3 separate regions of the Mus musculus genome follow, and all the other regions are linked to region 3. A link is a contact called in public ChIA-PET and promoter capture Hi-C data. All regions are on one chromosome and are shown on one strand. Each heading gives the region's core, a stretch centred on a gene start, on an enhancer-like site or on the middle of the called end of the contact. The rest is flanking DNA. Distances are from core to core; before and after follow the strand shown. Region 1 holds the start of Nlrc3 (NLR family, CARD domain containing 3). Region 2 holds the start of 1700037C18Rik (RIKEN cDNA 1700037C18 gene). Region 3 holds the start of Ubald1 (UBA-like domain containing 1).

Region 1 (4,515 bases), core at 797-3,296, 900 kb after region 3:
CTACGACATCAAGAACAGATTCCTGGGAAAGAGTTATGAGGTGATCTCAGAGGCCAGCAGTGCTTAGGGAGGTGAGAACACAGCTTGGTGTTTGTGGAATGTGTCCTGGTTGTGGTCAACCAGAAAGAAACCATTCCTGCGTTTGATGGCCAGGCAGGCAATTGGAAGCCAAGTGCCATGGGTAGTCCAGTGATAGATTTCTGAACCCCTGAACCTATGTATCCAGCATCATTCACTTACTTTAAAACAGCCAGTTGCTGCCTCTGGAGGAGGTAGGTTAAAGTGAACGTAGGCAATGAAGGCGTGGCCATCAGCCAGAGCAGCGGCCAGCAAGCAGGGACCTTCCCACAAAACACCCTGGCTCCAGCATCACAGCACTGGGCCAGCTGATTGAAATCAAGGTGCATGGCTGCCTCATCCTTCGGTGATGCTGAAGCTACATGGGCACTGGGACTACTCATTGATTAAAGTGAGGAGGAGTCCTCTTCCAGAAACCACACTGCCTTCATATGGTTAGCACAAGAAGTACTTAGCCCCAACACAGAATGTGTGCTGGACACAAGTACATCATACATATCACCAGATGTGGTCTGGGTGGACAGGGAGGTCTGGGTAATATGAACAGACCTCTAGCCTGTTCACTTCTGTGGTCCAGCCCTTGCCATGGGCTAGGCTTGTCTGTGTTGAACCACAGCCTAGCTTGGATAAACAACTACTAGCTCAGGTAAGGAAACCATAGGAAAAGGCCCCTGACTGCAGGCTGGAAGCCTTACACTCCCCAAGTTAAGAAGAACTGAGCCTACTAACTGCCTTGCTGTTTGCTCTCAGGTAACAAAGTCTCAGAGTGAAGAAGACCCTGGAGAAATGTGTATATTTGGGCATGTGTGTATGCATGTGCGTGCACACACACACACATCAGAATAGCCCATGTATGGGGCTGGTGGCCATTACTGGGAGGAGAGGAAGGAGCTAGCACTAGGATGTTCCCCAAGATCCTCAGGAAGAAGGCTGTTTCCTCTCCTGCTAGATCTCTGGAGGAGGCAGGCTGAGCCTCTTGGGCCTCGTGTGACTGGCCCACAAAGCACCTTTGCTGCACCCCTTGGCCAGGACTATAGCTCTCTGCTTCCCCTGCTTAGAGCCTCCTCAGGCTTCCCATGGTCTGCCACGGTGTCCACAAGTTCCCAGCCTGCTCCTCTGTGCTCAGTAGGGAAAGAGATGGGTGGCAGACGTTCCAAAACAGCATTTCTAACCTAGCACCAAAGTCCTACCTCTCCATGGGAAACAAAGGTCTGCCACATGCCTCCTGCACCCCTGCATGCAGGCTGCTCTCAACATCGGAACTCAACAGATGCCTGAGAACTCTGTGTGCTTGCTGAAGAGCCCAAGGCCCCTTGGTCACTTGGCTACCACGTCTCCTAAGTCAGTCAGAGCTGTCACAGTAAATGGCTTCCTTCCCCCCTCCCTACTCCCCCATCAGTAGAAGACATTCTAAATGGTCCATTTATTGCAAGCTTTTTTTTTTCTCTTTTGATCGCTCTCAGCCACGTCCTTGTCCTTATCCTTTCTTCTGCATCTGAGCAGGACACCTACCTTCCTGCTGTGAATAGCTGTGTGCTGCATTCCAGGGTCCACTGACTCACAGGGATAGGGCTAGGTCAGAAGCACCTCTAGGGTGAAAGACGTGCTTTAATAAGAGGAAGGTCACTGGGTATCAAAGCCTGGAGGCATGCAGGCATTCCGGCCCCACTGACTATCTCTCAGCAGTGTGACCTAAACCCAGGTGCTGACCTCCTCCCTGCCCCCTGCTTCCCCACCCCCCACCTTCTGACAGTCTGTTGGAGGATGGAGAATGAATGTCAACAATTTTGGCACTGTACCCATCCCGAGCACATGCTGTGAGGATGCTCAGTCCCAGAATGGAGATCCAACATAACTTCCCTACTCTGGGGGATGTGACAGAACCAAAGAGGTGAGCCTGGGGCCAAGCAGCTCACTGATTTGTCAGCGAGGCTGTTAGCTTTTAAAACTAGACAGGAAGGAAGGTTGAGGTGGAGGACAGGAAGAGCTGAGGGGCTGCAGTGACAGTGGGTGGGCTCCTGGGGACTACAGGATGTGGTAGGTCTGTCACTCCCAGCCCTGGCGTGATCAGTGTGATAAACTCCCCTGATCTCTTCAGAGAAGGTTTCCTCAGCTCTGGACAGACCAAGGTCTCAGCCTCAGCTGACCTGCCACTGACTACCCAAGGCATTCAGCCATAAACATGGCCTCCCGCTCACTGGAGCAGAGCTGTGCCCAGGAGCATGCAGGCGGAGCCCTTTAGCACCCTGGAGCAGCCACCATGGCAGGAAGGTAAGTAGCACCCAGAGCACATCGGTGCAAGGGAGGACTCAGGAAAAGCTGCTAGGGAGGGTAGAGGCTCTGAAGGCCTGAGGGCACGAGGAGGCTACGGAGTGCTGAGCCCTGGGTGTTGGAGCTGCTGGGTCTGGATGCGTCAGTGTCTGGTAGACTCACTTGTGCCCAGGGTGATGATCCACAAGTTCTAGGGGAGAAGACCCAGCTCTGTGTTCTTGGTGATGGCATGGGCGGAGCAGGATGCATTGCAGGTTGCAAGTAAGCAGCACCACGATTGGAACCCGGTTCCTCCAAGGCTGTGATCCCAAGCAGGTGACCCTCTTCTTGTGTTCATTTGCCACCTGTAAGTGGAGTCACAACTCCAGCACCTACCCCAAAGGTCAAGGGGCGTGCTACATACAACTCCCAGCTTTCCCATAATACCCCTCCCCCAGGGCCACTCCTAGCCACACCCTGGCGTTAGTTAAAACTTGTCATTCTGAGACTGCTAACCAAGGGAGGCCTCTGTAAGAGGTGTGGCTGCAAAGCCTAGTGAATGTTAAACACAGGGAGTGTTAGCTATGGTGTCCACCCATGGACAGGCTTCTAGGCCCTGGGGCTCCTCCCGGCTCCCCTCCTTATCACAGGCTCACTTTGGCCATCCCGCAACGGTTGTATCTACTTTGCTGCTGGGAGGGCTAGATCTACCTGCTTGCTGGTACTCCAGGTCAATGCTGTGGTGTATCCTTAGGGCAGAAGTTACTTCTTTCAGGATGCTGATCTCAGAAACCAGATAGTTGCTATGGTTGCTAAGTCAGGCCTGGGGAGGGAGATGAGGGTAAAGAGTAGGTCATACAAAAAAACCCAAGGTACTATGTGTGTGGCCAGAGATATGAACAGTGCCGCCTCCCCCTGCCCCCCCCTTCCCCGTCCCCACCCTAGCTAAGCTAGGTGGGGCAAGGCCGGCATTTGGAAGGGACTCACCTGGCTCAGGCCGGGTCTGTGGCCCTGGCAGAGAAGCATGGCACAGAATAGGCTCCACCAGACATAATGCTTTGCCAGAGTCAAGAAGCACTGATCTAAGTCCTTTGAAAACATGGTTGCCTCATCCTCTTGTTTACAACAACCTTATTGTTTAGCAGTAATAAGATTATCTGGTGGGCATCCAATTACAGAAGGCAATAGCTAGCCTTGTTCCATGCCCTGACAATATCCTACTAGAAAGCATCCTGACCTTTGCCATGGACAGGCTGACAGTGATCTACTTCAGTTGGTCCAACTACATTTGTATTTCTGCACAGTTGCCAACTTCAAAAGTCAAGATGTACCTTACAGGTAGTGTTTAATCAATGTGTAGAAACTGGCACCCAGAGGTCTCTTGTGCTGCCTCTCAGGCAGAAGCAACCCCAAAAGTGACTATTTGACATCTCTTGTTTCAGATTGGTTTGTCCAGATTTTAAGTTCCCTGGAAATGGAATCCCAAAGCATATTCTTTAGTGGCCAACTGTGCAGGCATCCGTGTGATAGGCTGGGCCAACTGTGCGGGCATCTGCGTGATAGGCTGGGCCAACTGTGCGGGCATCCGCGTGATAGGCTGGGCCAACTGTGCGGGCATCTGTGTGATAGGTTGGGCCAACTGTGCGGGCATCTGCGTGATAGGTTGGGCCAACTGTGCAGGCATCTGCGTGATAGACTGGGCCAACTGTGCGGGCATCCGTGTGATAAGCTAGGCCAACTGTGCAGGCATCCGTGTGATAGGCTGGGCCAACTGTGCGGGCATCTGCGTGATAGGCTGGGCCAACTGTGCGGGCATCTGCGTGATAGGCTGGGCCAACTGTGCGGGCATCCGTGTGATAGGCTAGGCCAGTGGTTTGTGCCCTTTTCATGTTTCCCATGCTACTGTTGATGGGTATTGGTTGATTTTACTACTTTGGCTAATTCTGAGTAAAGCTGTCAAGAACATTCTAGAATCTGTGTCTTGGTGGAAATACATGCTTATGATCCTAGATCTATCGTTTTCATCTCCTTCAGTGATGTTTTTAGTGTAGAGGTTGCAAACTTTTTGCTAAGTTCATTCCCAGTATTTGATTTTTTTAATGATATCAGTTTTGATTTGGTTGTCGTTAGCACGTGGACTGTTTATGAGCACTAACCCTGGGTCCAGAACCCTACCAAACTAAGTCA
Region 2 (4,313 bases), core at 1,484-3,983, 970 kb after region 3:
TCCTTGTCAAATAGCATCTCCTTTTGGAAAACAGTTAATCTAATGCTTTCCTTTCTTATCAGGTCTTCTCAACTCCAGGTGCTGAATTCATCAATTCTAGAATGGGGAAAGGAAAGGGGAGATTTGAAACAATATCTAATCCATCACCTGAAAAACACCCAAGTTCAACGATAGTAGATTTCCTTTGGAGAAATGGGGCGTAGGTATTAGCTGGGGCTTTAATTTCTCTCTGGTAGCTGCCTCTTTGCTATCCAAAATAAAAATTACCTAGCCTCATAAAACATGAGAAAAACACGTTGTTAGAACAAGATTATACATTGTTTTTTTTCCTCCAGTGACCATATATGATTTTCATGACATAAATTTTAAAGATCAATTACTTTATAGTCAGAGAAAATTTAATAAGAGAATGGCTGAACTATCTGCAGTATTTAGATTTACTGTAAAAAAAAAGATTAGTAAACAAGCTGGGCGTGGTGGTGCACGCCTTTAATCCCAGCACTTGGGAGGCAGAGGCAGGCGGATTTCTGAGTTCGAGGCCAGCCTGGTCTACAGAGTGAGGTCCAGGCCAGCCAGGGCTACACAGAGAAACCCTGTCTCGAAAAACCAAAGATTAGTAAACAGTAATATTTTAAGTTGGGAGCAACTAAAACAAAGCCACACTGCTTGAAAGAAAGGAGAAAACAATGATGAAGAAAGCGAGGCTTACAGATGAGCAACCAAGCCTGGCGTGGTGCTGCATACCTTTAATCCCAGTGCTCATAGGCAGAGGCAGATGGACCTCTGTGAACCTGATGCTAACCTGGTCTATGAAACAAGTTCTAGGTCATCCAGGGCTGTTGTTCAAGACAGGAAAAAACCTTGTCTTGAAAAACAAGTAAAAGAGAGCAAGAAAGCAAGAAAACAACCAACATTTCTGAGTTCTTACAATATGCTGAGATCTTGACCATGGTTCCTGGCAATGTAATGTCTACTCATGCTTACGGGTATTCAAAATGTACATTCAGCATTCCAAACAATCTATCTGGGCAACAAAGCAGGGCAGGCAGACTCTGCTAGGTCACGAAGAGATGGTAGAAAGATAGGAAGCATCCTTCCCTTATTTCTTTCCCTTATATCACACACACACATATATCCCATATATGTATACCCTTTATATTGCAGCTTTTCCTTATACCTCTATGAAAAAAGTCAGGTTTTGCCTAAACACTCCTTTTAGCTAAGTAGTAGCTATCAAGTTCTCCACTGTTATAAATGGTGACAGTCTCATAGATTACACACTATACAGCATTTATTTAAGGTAAAAAAATATAAATCAGTATAAATTCTGAAATACTCCTTTTAAATATTCTTTCCAGTACAATGATCACTATTCAATGATCCCAGTAAAGTGCCAGCCTCATCAAAAACTACGTGGGACAGTCATAATTACACTGTTTCAAATACCCTCAAACCCTAGACAACACGACCCTAATAGCTGCTACTCTTCTGTAAGTGAAGTAAGATTTTTTAGGTCACACAGTCCCATCACTCTAGCTGTGTGAACCAGGGGTAGCTATACTACTTAACTTGCAGTTAAAACTAGGAACAATAAGGGTGAAATATAATCACCTGCCACAAAAAGGATGTTTCCCCCAAAGAGTATAACGAGTAAGAGTAGTCTGCTTCCCCACTCTCTAGCCAAGTTCTCTGCCCAGTATTTGGCATTCAGGCAAGCTGGATTCAAACTCTAAAGCAACTCGTTCAATTACTTTGACCTCTTGCTGCCTGTTTCATCTCTAACCAGGGCACAAACCTGCTAGGAGTAAATGAAATATTGCCCACATAGAGGACAGCATGTGACAGATTGTAACATACAAACAAACAAAACAAACCCTCAAAAATGAACAAAACAACCTAGCAGCACTAGCCATCCATTCATCCGGCCACTTCCTCGGCTTTACTGGTTCTTTCTACAAACTAAATGCAGAAGAAGTCTCCATTTCCGCAAGACCTTTCTAATGCGGCTGCAAATGTGGCCGTGACAACCAGAGATAAAATGAGGTGAAATTAAACATTCAGTTCTTCAGCGGCTCGAGACACATTCCCAGTGTTCTAGCTACACGTGGCCAGTGACGGACCGAACTTTCCAAAGGTGCTGTAAAGTTCTGTCAGCCCCTGGCTGGCCCAGGGACCCACGGCCTGCCTGGGCCCACGGCTCTGGCAGGGGTCCGGCAGGGGAGTCTCGAGATCCTGGGAAGCCCACGGGAAAGCCGGGTGCAGCCTTACTGCGGAGGTCGCGGAAAGACATGGCGCTCTGGTCCCCAAGAGTCCACTGGGGCGCCGCTGCCCGTCTCTGTAGAGTTCGCAGGCCCAGCGCTCTCCGGTCTCTATAGCAACGCTCAGAGGCCTTGGACAGCGTGCGGACCAGGCCAAACAGGACAGGAAGCGAAGAGGGGTGGTGAGCGCAAGCGCAGGACACAGACCAACAGGTGGCGCCAAGCACCTTGCGAGCTGCGCAACGTCATAGTCTTTCAGAGAGCGCTTTTGGCTCTGGTCCCGTTGGAACTCTCATTACCTCACTGATATATGGAGCACATTATAACCTTTTGTGACCGAGTCTCCTTTGTATTTGTAAAAGCATAGCTAAACCCCGCAGTCGAAGCCTCATAAAGTATCCACAGAATGACAGGAACGAAGATACCCTACCCTGGGCAGAATTCGAGACCTGTACCCGGAAGGCTTTTGTGCACGCACAGCTAGTCAGTATTCCCGACAAGCCGGAAATTGGCGCCCAGACTCGCGCGCCAGAGGTTGCCCTGGAAACTGTGGAGCGAGGTAGTGCTGGTGTACCACGCCTAGGGTGTCAGGGTCAGCACAGGCTCTACAGAGAACTCTCCTTGGTGACTGCTACGAGTCGAGGACAACCGCGACAAAAGCAGGGCTGGAGAGAGGAGAGCTGTGCCAGGAAGGGTGGGCGATAAGGAAAATGGGTAGGTGCAAGAAGTAAAGGTGCCCTTGGCTAGAACACGGTGGTACTGACCAAGAGTAGATACTTAAGGACAAAAATATGTGGGGTAGGGCCATACATTCGTGGCTAGTCTAACATGGGGGACAATGCATTTGAACAGTCTTTGCAACAAATGGTTTTGAAACAATGAGCAATCCATAGCAAATTAATATCTATGTAAAAAACAATGGTTCATACACCTAGATGTAAAACCTAGAACTAAATTTTCTATAATGAAACAGAGTTGTGGTGGAGTTAAGATTCTAAAGAACCTGTAGTTTTATATTTCTACCAGCAGAATAATTGTTCCAGTTTGTCAGAATGCACAGGAAAAAAATTGGCATTATCTACATACTGCTTAACCTATGAGAAAATGGATAATTAGACAAGTGTCACCCAGAACCATCTTCTCAGCATGATTCAGATCTCTACAGGTTTGTTCTCCAAATCCTCGTTCTCCCTGCCACAAATGAGGAAGCCTAGCGAATGACTTTCCAGCATACCAAAGCCAATTTGTCTTATGTGGCTTGCTCTGAATCTAACATCAACAAATTTACCCTAGGTTTCTGGTCTCTTCCCTTGCCCGCCTCCCTCCTTGCCCCTGACATACCATACTCTCCCAAACTAGGAGGTCCAGGAAGACTAGTCTTTACTGTGACATCATAAGGACCAGTTGCTATGGGAGACCTGCAGATCCACCCCCTAGACAGGGGAGAGCAGGCCCTACTGCACAGAAGGCCTGGCCACTCCTCCCCCACCATACTGGCCCTCCATGGAAGCCTTGGTCTGTGCATTCTCTGAGCTTCGAATAAGAGAAGGTGCCTGGCTGCAGGGAGGAGCAGCAGCAGAGATGCCACACTGTCCCAACCTGGGCCCAAAGCTACTGGGGAGAGCCCAGGGATGTGCATGCTTGGGAAGGGAGTAACTCCTGATCTAGGCTATATGACTGGGCCAGGCATGCCCTCTTGTACCCACTGTGCTTATATACACTGGTGCCAGCATACTCTTTTTAGAGTAGAGAGCACAAAACGAGCTTGAAGTGCTCAACGGGATCTCAGTGCCAAAGTCCTGGGCTGCTTGGGCGCCTCTGTTAGGGGAGCAGCGGAGTAGTGGGAATAGACAGGAACTAAGACTGGATAGCCAGGGAGTAGAAGCTACGTATGAGTTGGTACTTGCATTTCCCCCAGATGCTGTTCCCACTGGCCATCACCCTCCTGCTCTCTCTCTCTCTCTTGCAGATGCAGTGAGCTGGGCCCCAGGACGCCCCAGCCACCCTGACACACCACCCAACATCTATGAGGGAGGATTGGGGGCCCAGCAGCAG
Region 3 (4,609 bases), core at 733-3,232:
ACAGTAGCTAACGCAGGACTCGAGAAGAGATGCATGCCAAGTCTTGTACACAGAGTACCAGGCCTTTTGCTAGGTCTGTCATGCTCATCCATCCCACACTGCACAGTGAGGAGAGTTCCCACACAAGAGTGGAACTTCGAAGAAACAACAGTCAAAAATGCCATCCAGGTCTGTCTGGCTACAACCTACCCACCTTCCTTCAGACTTTGTTACAGTCTCCATGGCAACAGTGAAATCAGAGCGGCCTTTTACTGTGATCTCCATGTGTGCTGGTTTTGCCTATAATAATGCACATGCATAGTTGGGCGTGGTGGCACACACCTTTAATCCCAGCACTTGGGAGGCAGAGGCAGGCGGATTTCTGAGTTCAGAGTGAGTTCCAGGACAGCCAGGGCTACACAGAGAAACCCTGTCTCGAAAACAAACAAACAAAAGCACATGCATGATGCTTCCTAGAAATAAAGGCATATTCTCAGCAAAAGCAAAAAAATTGGGGTACTGTTGATATGCAAAGACTACTGCTGAGTGTTTCTCCAAAAGGCAGCAAAGAGGCTGAAATCTTACTTCGTGTGGACAGATGGGCAAAACGTCTAAGAAAGGGAGACACTCACTAGTCCCGCTGCTACCCATAAACTAAACTCGCAGCTATAACTCAGAGCCTTCCAAGCTCCCCGTCCTCGTTTCTTCCTCCTTTTCTTCCTATCTAAGGATCTTTCAGTCCCACCTCCTTCCCATCTTCCTCCAGCCACCCGATCGGAGAGCCCCTAGGAGTGAAGGGCAAGATAGAACTCCATTTCCCTAGGTATCAACTGGGCCCCACACCTTTACGGCCTCAGCGGTCCTAGCGAGAACAAAGGATCAGGTGTATCAAAACGTCTCAAGAGCCCGCAGTTGGCTTCCGAGGCCTGCGCTTACTTCCTCGGGGCAGTGTCGCTATAATGAAGCTTTCGGACCTAACGCCTCCCCTCCCGGCTGGTTCTACAGGGGGCCAGGTCAAAGGTGAGGCCAGTGAGAGCAAAGAACCCGGGCAACGTCTCTCAGCCGAGAAGACAACGCCAGCCCTCTCCTCCCCCCAGCTTCTGGGCGACTCTTCCACGTCCGACCGGCCACTCTACCAACCGCGACGTCAGCCGGAAGTGGCATGTGCGGGGCTGTAAACACCGCCTGCGAAATCACGCACCCAGCTCCCGACCCCGCCCCCACGCCACGTGATGCGCCCGCCCCCGCCGCCGCCTCATTGGGCGGCCAGCTTTGTTTACCTTATATGGCCAGGTCCTAACACCCCGTGACGGCCCATTGGTACAGTCGCGACCTCACTCAGGTGACGTCACTGGGACAGAAAGATGCAAATAAACCGGGGCATTGTGGGAATGGCAGTCGTGGCCGTTTCTGTACGTGCTCCGCGCGGTCCTTTTGCCAGCAGGCTGCTGGAAGTTTTTCTTTTGCGTGGGAAAGTGGGAGTTGAAAGAAAGGGGACGCCAAGGCTCCGGAGCAGGGGCTGTCTTTTTTTTTTTTTTTTTTTTTTTTTTTTTTTTTAAGACGCTCTTCCTGCACGACTGGCCAAGAGTTAGGCAAAGATGCCTTGCGAGCTCTGGAATGCTTCCAGGAGGTGGTGATTTCTAGCAGCGCCTTGAAAGGCAGATGCTCTGCGATACCGAGCGTTTTCTAAGTCTCAGGATTTTAGGAGTGTTTCAGCCTAGGGCAGTGGAGTAGGACCAAAGCTATCAGAGAGTCCCCTAAGAGCGCGCCTATTAATATTGTGATGCTAAGCACAGCAGCACACAGGACCTCCAGGGCCCAGTGATAAGGCAAGCTTGTGCAATGGTCCCTGGTTCGCAACTTCGCCTCTCAGCCTGGGGCACGGGCTGCGCGCCCCACTGAGATCGCTCGGGAGAGGGCGTCCACGCTCCTTCCCGGTCCGTTCGGCGGGGGCGTCGCGGACTACACATCCCAGCATGCTTCGCCGGCCGCGGGGCAGCGAGGCGCGGTGAGTCAGAGCGCACAGTAAATATTTGTATTAGCCGGGGCCGGCTCGCTAATGGTGGACGCGTGAGGCTAGCGCGCAGGGAGGCCGGAGCGGGCTGCACGGCGGCGCCATGTCCGTGAACATGGACGAGCTCAAACACCAGGTCATGATCAACCAGTTCGTGCTGACGGCGGGCTGTGCGGCCGATCAGGCGAAGCAACTGCTACAAGCGGCCCACTGGCAGTTCGAGGTGCGTAGGGGAACCGGGGACGGGCGCGGGCGGTGTGGACACGTGCCGGGGTGCCGGCTGCGGGCATCACCGACCGCCAGGCCAGAGCCCCGGAAACCCCGCTATCAGGACTGGATACCCTCCCCCAACACCCCCCCCCCCCCGGTCCCGGTAACGGCTGAGGAGGAGACAGCCGCCTGGAAGACGCCCAGGGCCGTGCCGGAGGCGGAGTCGCTTGGAGAGAGCGGTCTCAGGGTCGGTGTGCCGGGTGGGCGGTTTGCGGGAGTGCGCACACGTACATGTGGATTTGTATTTACGCACGCACCGCGCTTGGGCGTCAGCAGGGCACATCGAAGGTTGTGGGCATGTGGGCGCGTGTGCGGACTCAAAGCCCGTCTCGAGTGCGTGTCTGATACAGGATACCTTTGTGTCATGTTTGGTGTGTGTGTGCAGCGTGTACATAGGTGGTGGTTTGCTGATGGTAATCGTGCTGGGTATGGTGCGGTGTATGTTCATATACGTCATGGAGTGTATGGGTGGTGTGCTGGATCCTCAGAGTAAATTACGAGAGTCTGTATGTGTGTAGCCCACTCCAAAGGTGTCACCGGGGCGGGATCCTTATGAAGACCTGGGTATCCTCGGGCCTGACAAAGGAACCTGTATCTTGGGATGGTGTACTGTATACGGTTCACTTATTTTAGGGCATTTTAGACAGAAGATGGGAAGGTCAGTCTGGCTCTCATCTACTCCCAGGTTTCTCTTGACCGGTAGGATTATGTGCCCAGTCTTTTGTGTTACTAAGATGCCTCTGTTCCTCTAACTCAAAACCCCACATTCACCACTTGTGGGTATCGAGATGAGACTCTCTGGCTTGTAGCTGTGTGGGTACATGTGTGAGTCACAACCAGAGCCAGTCTAGTATTCTGTGCCCAGTTGGAGACCCCAGAGCTTGGCTTCCCAGTGGGAACCATCCCATTTTCAGTAGGAAAAGCCAGGAAGTGGAGACCAAGGCTTAACTTCCTGGTGCAGGATCAGAACCTCCCCAGGCTGGGAAGACTGTAGCCCTTCCAGCTCTGGATACCAAGCCTTCGATCTGTTTATCTACTCCCTGCTAGACTTCCAGGCCAATGTCCCTATGCAAGAGAGGGAAGGCTTCTTCCTTTAGCCTGGATTTGCTTACCCCTGGAGGTAGCAGTGCTTGTCAGCCTCTGAGGCCTGAACGCTCTGCCTTCTGTCCCCTCCCCCTGCAGCCCCACCCCAGGGAAGTGCCTTACTGCTCAGCTCTGCAACAGTCTTAATCTGCCCTGTTGTCTCTTGGGTTGGATGTGGTAAAACTTGTAAAACCACATTCATGGCAGTTGCTGGAGCCCAGTGGCTCTGCTTGCAGGTCCTTGCCCCAGGCTGGGCAGGCAGGCAGGTGTCTCATGGGAAATGGGCCGTGTGGAAGACTCGGCCCCTCTCTCAGTGTGGCGCAGGCTGGAGGGGGATGGACTGAGATATATGGCTACCAAGATTAGGGAAAACTGTCTTCAGGAGGAGCAGGGACTTCCTGCAGCCTGGAAACAGGCTGACTGACATGGGTAAGTTCTCTGTGCTCTGGGCTTGCAGAGTCTCCCTGTCACCGGGTACAAAGTGAAGAATAAGCTGTGAGCTCCCCTTGACCTGAGGCATCTGCCTAGGTGTGAGGGGTTCCTCATGGTTAGCCCTCCCCCACCCTCCTGGTTGGTAGCATACTCCAGGCAGTGTTTCTGGGTCACATTCTCAGATTCAGGTGCTAATGGGGGCAGAGGCGGGGAGGGGGGGGGGACACACACACACACACACCTCTGTGTAGTTGGCCAGATTCTTCTCTATACTGCCCTTTGGAGGACAGTACGGGTGTGTCATGTTGGGGTCCTGGGCTAGAGGAGCAGCTGCCCCTGCTAGGAGGCCTTGAGTGACCCCAGATTCATCCCCACTCCACTGCTTGGGAACACTGGTGTTGGGCACCACCAGCAGGGCATTCCCAGAATAATTCATTGGAATATACTGGAAAAATAAAAGAGCAAGCCTGGTCTCAGCCTGGGTTTCTGTGTGAAATCAGAGGCAAGGGGCTCCCAGTCCTGCTGGCTGGCCTGGCCTCCTGCTGTTCTGGGTTGGAGTGAGGAGTGGTACTGCCTAGGCTGAAGCTTAGCAGGCTCCAGGGGACCCCTCACCCACTTGATAACCGTGCTCACCCAGCACTTTCACAACAGCATCCAGTTTCCTCTTTTCCTGAATCAGGCCAAGGCAGGATACGGTCAGTACAGACGCTATCCTTTGGGTTCCCTGAGGCCACCCTGGGGCTCCCTTCCCCAGTGACACAGGCTTTTACACCAAGTCCTCTTTTTTTTTTTTTTGGTTTTTCGAGACAGGGTTTCTCTACAGCTCTGGCT

What was found. Promoter capture Hi-C pulls out the DNA fragments that hold promoters and counts their contacts. ChIA-PET counts read pairs in DNA pulled down with a chosen protein or histone mark.
Region 1: an RNA polymerase II ChIA-PET map of memory CD8 T cells shows a contact between it and region 3, with 19 read pairs. The contact joins the promoter of Nlrc3 here to the promoter of Ubald1 in region 3.
Region 2: a promoter capture Hi-C map of pre-B cells shows a contact between it and region 3, with 2.1 times the contacts expected there. The contact joins the promoter of 1700037C18Rik here to the promoter of Ubald1 in region 3. A contact is called at or near these places in 1 of 39 promoter capture datasets (pre-B cells), 1 of 484 Hi-C or Micro-C datasets (CD4 T cells) and 1 of 115 datasets of contacts at active chromatin or transcription factors (bone marrow-derived macrophages).

The regions. Positions count from the first base shown.
Region 1 is chr16:3,974,163-3,978,677 of GRCm38.p6, reverse strand. Nlrc3 (NLR family, CARD domain containing 3) reads left to right here and starts at 2,046. Exons shown (of 18, transcript NM_001081280.2): 1 at 2,046-2,349. The coding sequence starts at 2,301.
Region 2 is chr16:3,907,109-3,911,421 of GRCm38.p6, reverse strand. 1700037C18Rik (RIKEN cDNA 1700037C18 gene) reads left to right here and starts at 2,733. Exons shown (of 3, transcript NM_028484.2): 1 at 2,733-2,972; 2 at 4,228-4,313. The coding sequence starts at 2,969. It overlaps Cluap1 (clusterin associated protein 1), which reads right to left and starts at 2,413. Exons shown (of 12, transcript NM_029738.2): 1 at 2,269-2,413. The coding sequence starts at 2,290. Gm41410 (predicted gene, 41410) reads left to right here and starts at 2,769. Exons shown (of 4, transcript NR_153801.1): 1 at 2,769-2,817; 2 at 4,228-4,313.
Region 3 is chr16:4,877,224-4,881,832 of GRCm38.p6, reverse strand. Ubald1 (UBA-like domain containing 1) reads left to right here and starts at 1,982. Exons shown (of 3, transcript NM_145359.2): 1 at 1,982-2,216. The coding sequence starts at 2,097.